Linked DNA regions of Ovis aries: region 2 is linked to region 1. Evidence: chromatin contacts called from public Hi-C data. All regions are on one chromosome and are shown on one strand. Each heading gives the region's core, a stretch centred on a gene start, on an enhancer-like site or on the middle of the called end of the contact. The rest is flanking DNA. Distances are from core to core; before and after follow the strand shown. Region 1 has its middle 140 kb from the start of NUAK1. Region 2 holds the start of NUAK1 (NUAK family kinase 1).

Region 1 (3,256 bases), core at 237-2,736:
AGGGGCGCTGATTCATCTTCTCTGTCGGCTGGCTGTGGGGGACGCACACCTGTGTCCCAGGGCGACTTCAGAGAGAGGGGAGACAAAAGACCACGTCGGTCTCCAGCTGCCTCTGCAGACACTCTGACCACGGTGTGGACACAAGTACAGCCACGCCTGGTGGGCATCAGCAGTGGGGTTGTTTATGTTCAGCTCCTGGGAGCCACCCCCACAACCCCCCACTGGGGGCTCTTCCTCTGAATTCTGCCCCAACCGATGGCTGGGGCTCAGGGAGACCGGCTGACATCTGGGCTTCATTTGATTCCCCGCTTACCCACCTCTCAGTCATCCATATGCTACATTCTTCAACCATTGCAGAATGCAAGCTGCTCAGAGATGCTTTGAGGATAGAGCCCCAAACTGGGGTGGAGGTGCAATCATACCACGCCCACATTTAACTTATAAAAATTTTGCTCTATGCGCCAAATAGAGAAAGAGAAAAAAGAAACTGAAAGCAAACAAGACAATAGGTGTGAGTGACTTGACCCTTCCATCGCTCTCCCAGGGCAGACGCCCTGTCGTGAATGTGAGCAGATGGTTCCCACGGTACATCTCAGCTCCTGCAGCTCTCTCATGGCACGGACTTCTTGCCTCTCTGAGTATACTTGTCAGAATAAGTAGAGTGAGCTGCTGTAACAAACAAACAACACCCAGTTTCAGAGGCTAATTGTCTACTTACAGGCACAGTGTGAGGTGGGTCTGGAGGTGCTCCTTGGTGACTGTCCTCTTAGCAGTGATTCAAGGATCCAGCATCTTCCAGTGGTGATGCTGCCATATGAAACCTTATGGAAGGGGGTGGAAGCTATTGCAGGTTGGATTCTGAGGTAGAGATGGGAGTACAGGATGTTTAATAGAGAGCGCTCTTAGGATCATACATATGGAAGGGAGAGAAGGATGTAAGGTCAGGCTGAGATGTAATGCAGTCTCCCAAAGATCTCCATTACCCCAGTGGAGACCTCTGGGGCTGGTGGCCTTTCAGAACTGTCCTGGGTTGGGGCAAGGTGGTTGTGCTGTTCAACCTCTGTGTTTACCAGTCGTTGGGTGTAGGTGTGGACCATCTTCCAGGAGAACTTTGAGCAGCTGAGGAACTAATATTTTCATTGCTAAAGGGAGATCTGAGTGGCTCATCACAGCATCTACCAAGAGGGGAACAGAGCAGGAGTCAGCAAGTCTTTGGCAAAAAGGTTTTAGAGGCCGTATGGTCTCTGTCACAACTGCTCATCTCTGCTGTTGTAGAATATGTAAACAAATGAGCCCAACTATGTTCTATTAAAACTTTATTTACAAAAATGAGCTCACAGGTCATGGATGGCTGATTTCTGGACTAGCAGATGACAGAAGTAATTAAGGGGCAACCCTACAGATGAGTTAGAGCACACCTGTCCATGTTTCATTGGCCAGACCTCAGTACATGGCCCCAATTTAACTGCACAGAATTAGAAAATGGAGTCTTTCTGTGAGCCTCAAACGAAAATAAATGGAAATTGTGAGTATCTAGCCAGACTCTGCCACAGTATGACTCTTGCAAATTATATCTTAAACATGACACAGCCCTGAAATATTGCATGCATTTCCTCATCTCTATTACTAAATAAAGTATTATACACTTTAACCTCAAAAGGGACTTTGGACATTTTCAAGAGTACTTCTCACTGTGTGACTGTTGCTCTATGCACTGACTTTGGAAGCTAAACCCCTTGTGAACTCTGACTCCATGTGGTGTGAAAGGGTGAAGAGCAAGAGTGATAAATTAGGAGTTTGATATTAACAGAGATACATTACTATATATAAAATAGATAACAAGAACCTACTGTACAGCACAGGGAACTATGCTTGATACTTTGTAATAGCCTATAAGGGAAAAGAATCTGAAAAAAAATATCTATATATATGTATAACTGAATTACTTTGCTGTACACCTGAAAATAACACATCACTGTAAACCAACTATACTGCAACTAAAAAAGAACAAGAGTGAGGAGTCGGACAGACCCAGGTCTATAGTTTAGCTCTGCCATTTACCGGCTCTAGTAACCAATCATATTTCCTTCTTGATCCTCAGTTTCTGCTTTTCTAAAATAAGATGCTAATAGTACCCACTTCACATGGTTTTTGCAAGGATAAACGTGCTGCAATATACATAAAGCACTTAGCAGTTGGCAGATAACAAGCACTCAATAAATGCTAAATACTATCGATTCTTTATTAAGAGAAGGGGCACATAATAGAGGTGATCAAAGTCTTCTGGGGTGACCCAATGCATTCCTCTGTATTCCCAGACCTTGATTATATCTTCTACAAGTTAATCAGAGCATTCTTCCCAAAATTCGGAGCTGGGATGAGTAATTGTTCCTGTGAGTCTTATAATTAAAAATAAATAGAAAATGATAGTAATACTTACCTGACCAGATTGTTGGGAGAATAAAGTTTATAACAATAAAAATGTATTGAGAGCTGACATGCCAAGCAGTATAGTAGATTCTGGCTTCCCAGGTGGCTCAGTGGTAAAGAATCTGCCTGCCAACCAGAACACATGGGTTTGATCCCTGGAGAAAGAAATGGCAACCCACTCCAGTATTCTTGCCTGGGAAATCCCACGGACAGAGGAGCCTGGTGGTCAACACTCCATGGGATCCCAAAGAATCAGACATGACTTAGCAACTAAACAACAATAACATAGTAGATTCTATGGAAGCAAATATGAATAAGATATTGTATTGTTTATCTATTGCCCCAGAGCTTAGTGATTTAAAGCAACAGTAATTTTATTGCCCACAGTTCCGTGGGTTGGCCAGGTGGTTCTGCGGATTGCAGTTGGGCTCACTCATGCAGACACAGTCACCTGGTAACTTGACTGTGAAGTGCGCTCAGCAATCCTCCGTAGGCCGTGTTCCATGACAACAAGCCCAAGTATGCACCAATCCTCTGCTTGCATCTTGACTGCTGACATCCCACTGGGCCACAGGCAAGAATACTGGAGTGGGTTGCTGTGCCCTCCTCCAGGGGATCTTCCAGACCCAGGAATCAAACTCCCATCTCTTATGTCTCCTGCATTGGCACGTGGGTTCTTTTACCACTAGTATCACCTGGGAAGCCCCTTCATTTTCAGCCTAAGTAAGGGTTTGACAGGCTTTCCAGGTGACACTGCTGGAAAAGAACCCATCTGCCAATGCAGATGGAGAAGGCAATGGCAACCCACTCCAGTACTCTTACCTGG
Region 2 (3,256 bases), core at 432-2,931, 140 kb after region 1:
GCCGGGGCCTGAAAAGCAATTGAATCTGCAACTCAGGGTGGCTAATCATGCCCTAGGCATTTCAGTCCTCCCAGAAACCAGCAGCAAACTGTCACAACCCTCAGGCATGAGGGTTGAACCTTCACTTCTATTCCCTAACCTTCTCTCTTCAAAACAGGCAGGAGTCCGTCCTCCCTTGCAGCGACCTCAGCACCGCGGCGACAGGGACTGGAAGGATGCAGGGGAGGGGGGGGGGGGGGCGGGGGGGCTCATTCATCTATAGGATACGGGACGAGGCGAACCAGCTCCGAACTGCGGATGTGGCTCTGTGTGGAGTTACAGCAATAAGGCATTCCAGGGCATGAATGCGTGCCCGAGAGGGAGACCCCAACGGTCCCGATGGTGCAAAGTGTTTGCAAATCATAAACACTACTTTGCTGCCGGGATCAAAACCCCCAAAATATGCGCAGACAGGATGTAACAAGTGTTTCGGGAGAAAGACACGCCTGAGCCACGGGGGGCTGGAGCCGGGGGTGGGGGGCGGTGGTGAGAGTGAGGAATCTGTCTAGGGGTTCCGGAGAAGCCCCCTCTCGGACCAGAGACCCCCCTCTGCGCCCCAAACCCCGTCGCGTGAGCGCTGCGTCCCCAGCCGCGTCTAGACCGAGCCCGCCGGGTTTCCCCCCAACTCACCACTCGGCCCGAAAACCTCTCGGTGGCCCGCTTGACTTTGCCGTAGGTGCCTTTGCCCAGGGTCTCCTGCAGCTCGTAGCGGTGCTTCAGGTTGTGTTTGTGGTGATGCCGCTTCACACCGTGCGGCTTCCTGGGCTCCGGGCCCGCCGCCGAGGGGGCTGCGATCGCACCCGCCTCCGGCGGAGAGCCCGGCGCCCCCGGCCCCAAGTCCGGGCCGGCCGCGGGCGCAGCGGCCCCCTCCATGTCCGAATGCGGGGCGAGCAGGGCCGGAGAGGGCAGGACCGAGCACGGCGCTCGCGGTGTCGGGGTCCCAGCCGAGAGAAAGCTGGGCGCGCTCACGGTCGCCCCCGCAGCATCGGGAAGGCGGCCGGCTCCCGCCGGGGCTGCGGCTGGGTCACTGGCGGCGGCGGGGACTGCACATCTGGCGCCCCGGGCGCGCACGATCCGCGCACCGCCCACCGGCCGCGGCGAGCTGCGGCGCGTCGGGCGAGGTGGCGGCGGTGGCAGGGGAGGCGGTGGTGTTCGCAGGAGGGAGGGGAGAGGGGTGGCCCCGAGCGCAGGAGGGGGAGTGTTATGTGGGGCGCCGCGCCCCCAGACCCCTCCCCGGGAGGACGCGCAGACTGGGCGGGCGCGGGGGCGGGGGCGGCGCGCGGGCCGGCCCCCGGGGAGGGGGGCGAGGGGCGGCGCGGCCGGGGCTCCCCCCCAACTCCCGCCCGCCTCCCGGGCCTGGGGCCACCCCGAACTGGGAGGGGGATGGAAGCGTGTCGCGACTCGCCCTTTGTGCAGCGCCGGCTAGGCCGCGCCGGCGGCCAGGGGGCTTTGTCCTCGCTCGGCTGGGAAAGAGACGGGGGGGGTTCCCAGCCCGGGCGCCCCCTCCCCCGGCTCGCCCGCCGCCGCCGCCGCCGCCGCCGCCGCTACCGCGGGCTCGCCGCCGCCGCCGCCTCCTCGGACTTCGGCTCCGGCCGCGCGGCCTCCCTTCCTGCTTGCGCCCTGGCTGCGGCGACGGCGGCGGCTCGCCGAGCCCCGGCGCCGGGTAGACGAGAGCGCTCGGAGCCGGGGGCCCCCGGGGCCCGCTGGCGATCCGGCCGGGGGCGCTGCGGGCTCGGGCGCCCCTTCATTTTCTTTTAGGTGTCGCCGCGGCCGCCAGGCCGGAGACGGGGAGAGGCTGGGGGAGGGGAGGCGCGCGGGTGTTGGGTTACAGGCGGTGAGTCACGGCTCGCCCTCCCCCGCGGCGGTGCGCACCCCCTCGCGCTCAGCCCAGGCTGCCGCCCCCGCCTCGCAGACCCCCATCCCGGCTGGCGAAGGGCTGCTCTCCCGGGCCAGGGTCGGGGCAGCTGGGCGCCCCTGAAAACCCCGAGAGGCGCGTTGACCTCGGCCCCGCGCCCTCGCCGGAGAAAGGCGAAGGCGGGGAGGAAGGGAGGCTCCGAGGCTGAATCTGCGGCCGGTCGCCGCACTGCCGCCCTCCGACACTATCCAGGACTCCCGCCTGGGAGAGGAGATTTGGGTCGCTAGAGGTGCCTGGATGCAGCTGGGCGCCTACCCTGCCCGCCAAGGCTGTGTTTGGAGATGGGCAAACCAGGGACCTCGGATGGAGCAGGGCCTGAGACTGGCTAAGCCAGGGGCGACAGGCAGGCCGCTTGGCCCCTTGACCGTTTGTATTTCTCCATTAACTGAGATGGCCAGATCCTGGAGATGGTACCCAGTACCCCACCCCCACAAGCGAGGGTCAGGCAGGAAGGCCTACGACGGTGGCAAGGCTGCCACCTTCTAAGAAGCAGCAAGGGAAAATAAGGAAGAAAGCAAGAGAAAAAGGCGCTTCGGGAGTTTTTTCAATAGTGTGGTATACCAGACTGGGATGGGAAGAGTGAGGGGTGAGGAATGTCTGGTGCGTTCTGCAGATGGCCTGGTGGTTCATTTTTTCCCCAGTGAGCCGGACTTGCCCTTACTCCGCAGCTCTCAGGTTCAGCCCTCTGCATTCCTGCTGTCTTCAGGCCTGTCTATGCCTTATCACCTTACCCTGGATCCCGCAACAGCACGTCCTCCCTGCAAGTCCCCTCCGCAGTGCCAGAATAATAGCCTGTAACATTAGTCACCATACGTGTCCTCCACCCTTGCAGGGTCTCCCTGCCTGCCTCCTGCAACTATTCTGCTTTTATACAAAATCTGTAGACTTTGCATATGTAGATTAGAGAGTCAGTATAAATAACAGGCAGGTTGAGCCTGGCTTCCCAGTGGCTAGGCTGTGTGACATTTGTCAAATGACAGAGCTTCGGTGTTTTCTTGAAGTGTAGATTACTGGATCTGTTTTACAGGTAAACGGATCATGTCTACAGTGGTAATTAAAACTGTTAACCCTGGGTCTTTCCCTTCCCAGGGACGTGGTGTGCTGTGCTTAGTCACTCAGTCATATCCAGCTTTTTGTGACCCTCTGGGCATGGGATTCTCCAGGCAAGAATACTGGAGTGGGTTGCCATGCCCTCCTCCAGGGGATCTTCCCAACCCAGGGATAGAACTGAGGTCTCCAACATTGCAGGCAGATTCTTTACCATCTAAGCCACCAGGGAAGCCCATGAATATGGTAGGAATC

The links. Hi-C and Micro-C count contacts between places; a contact is called where the count stands out from the background.
Region 2: a Hi-C map of skin fibroblasts shows a contact between it and region 1, with 5 times the contacts expected there. The contact joins the promoter of NUAK1 here to the enhancer-like site in region 1. A contact is called at or near these places in 2 of 16 Hi-C or Micro-C datasets (skin fibroblasts and tail adipose tissue).

What each region holds. Positions count from the first base shown.
Region 1 is chr3:175,012,550-175,015,805 of ARS-UI_Ramb_v3.0, forward strand. No RefSeq gene overlaps it. Among named protein-coding and RNA genes, the nearest start is that of NUAK1, 140 kb to the right of the region's middle. Within about 2 kb of position 1,487, at least 2 of the 54 cell types and tissues checked have an H3K27ac peak or open chromatin away from gene starts, as enhancers often do.
Region 2 is chr3:175,152,165-175,155,420 of ARS-UI_Ramb_v3.0, forward strand. NUAK1 (NUAK family kinase 1) reads right to left here and starts at 1,682. Exons shown (of 7, transcript XM_027967685.3): 1 at 670-1,682. The coding sequence starts at 912.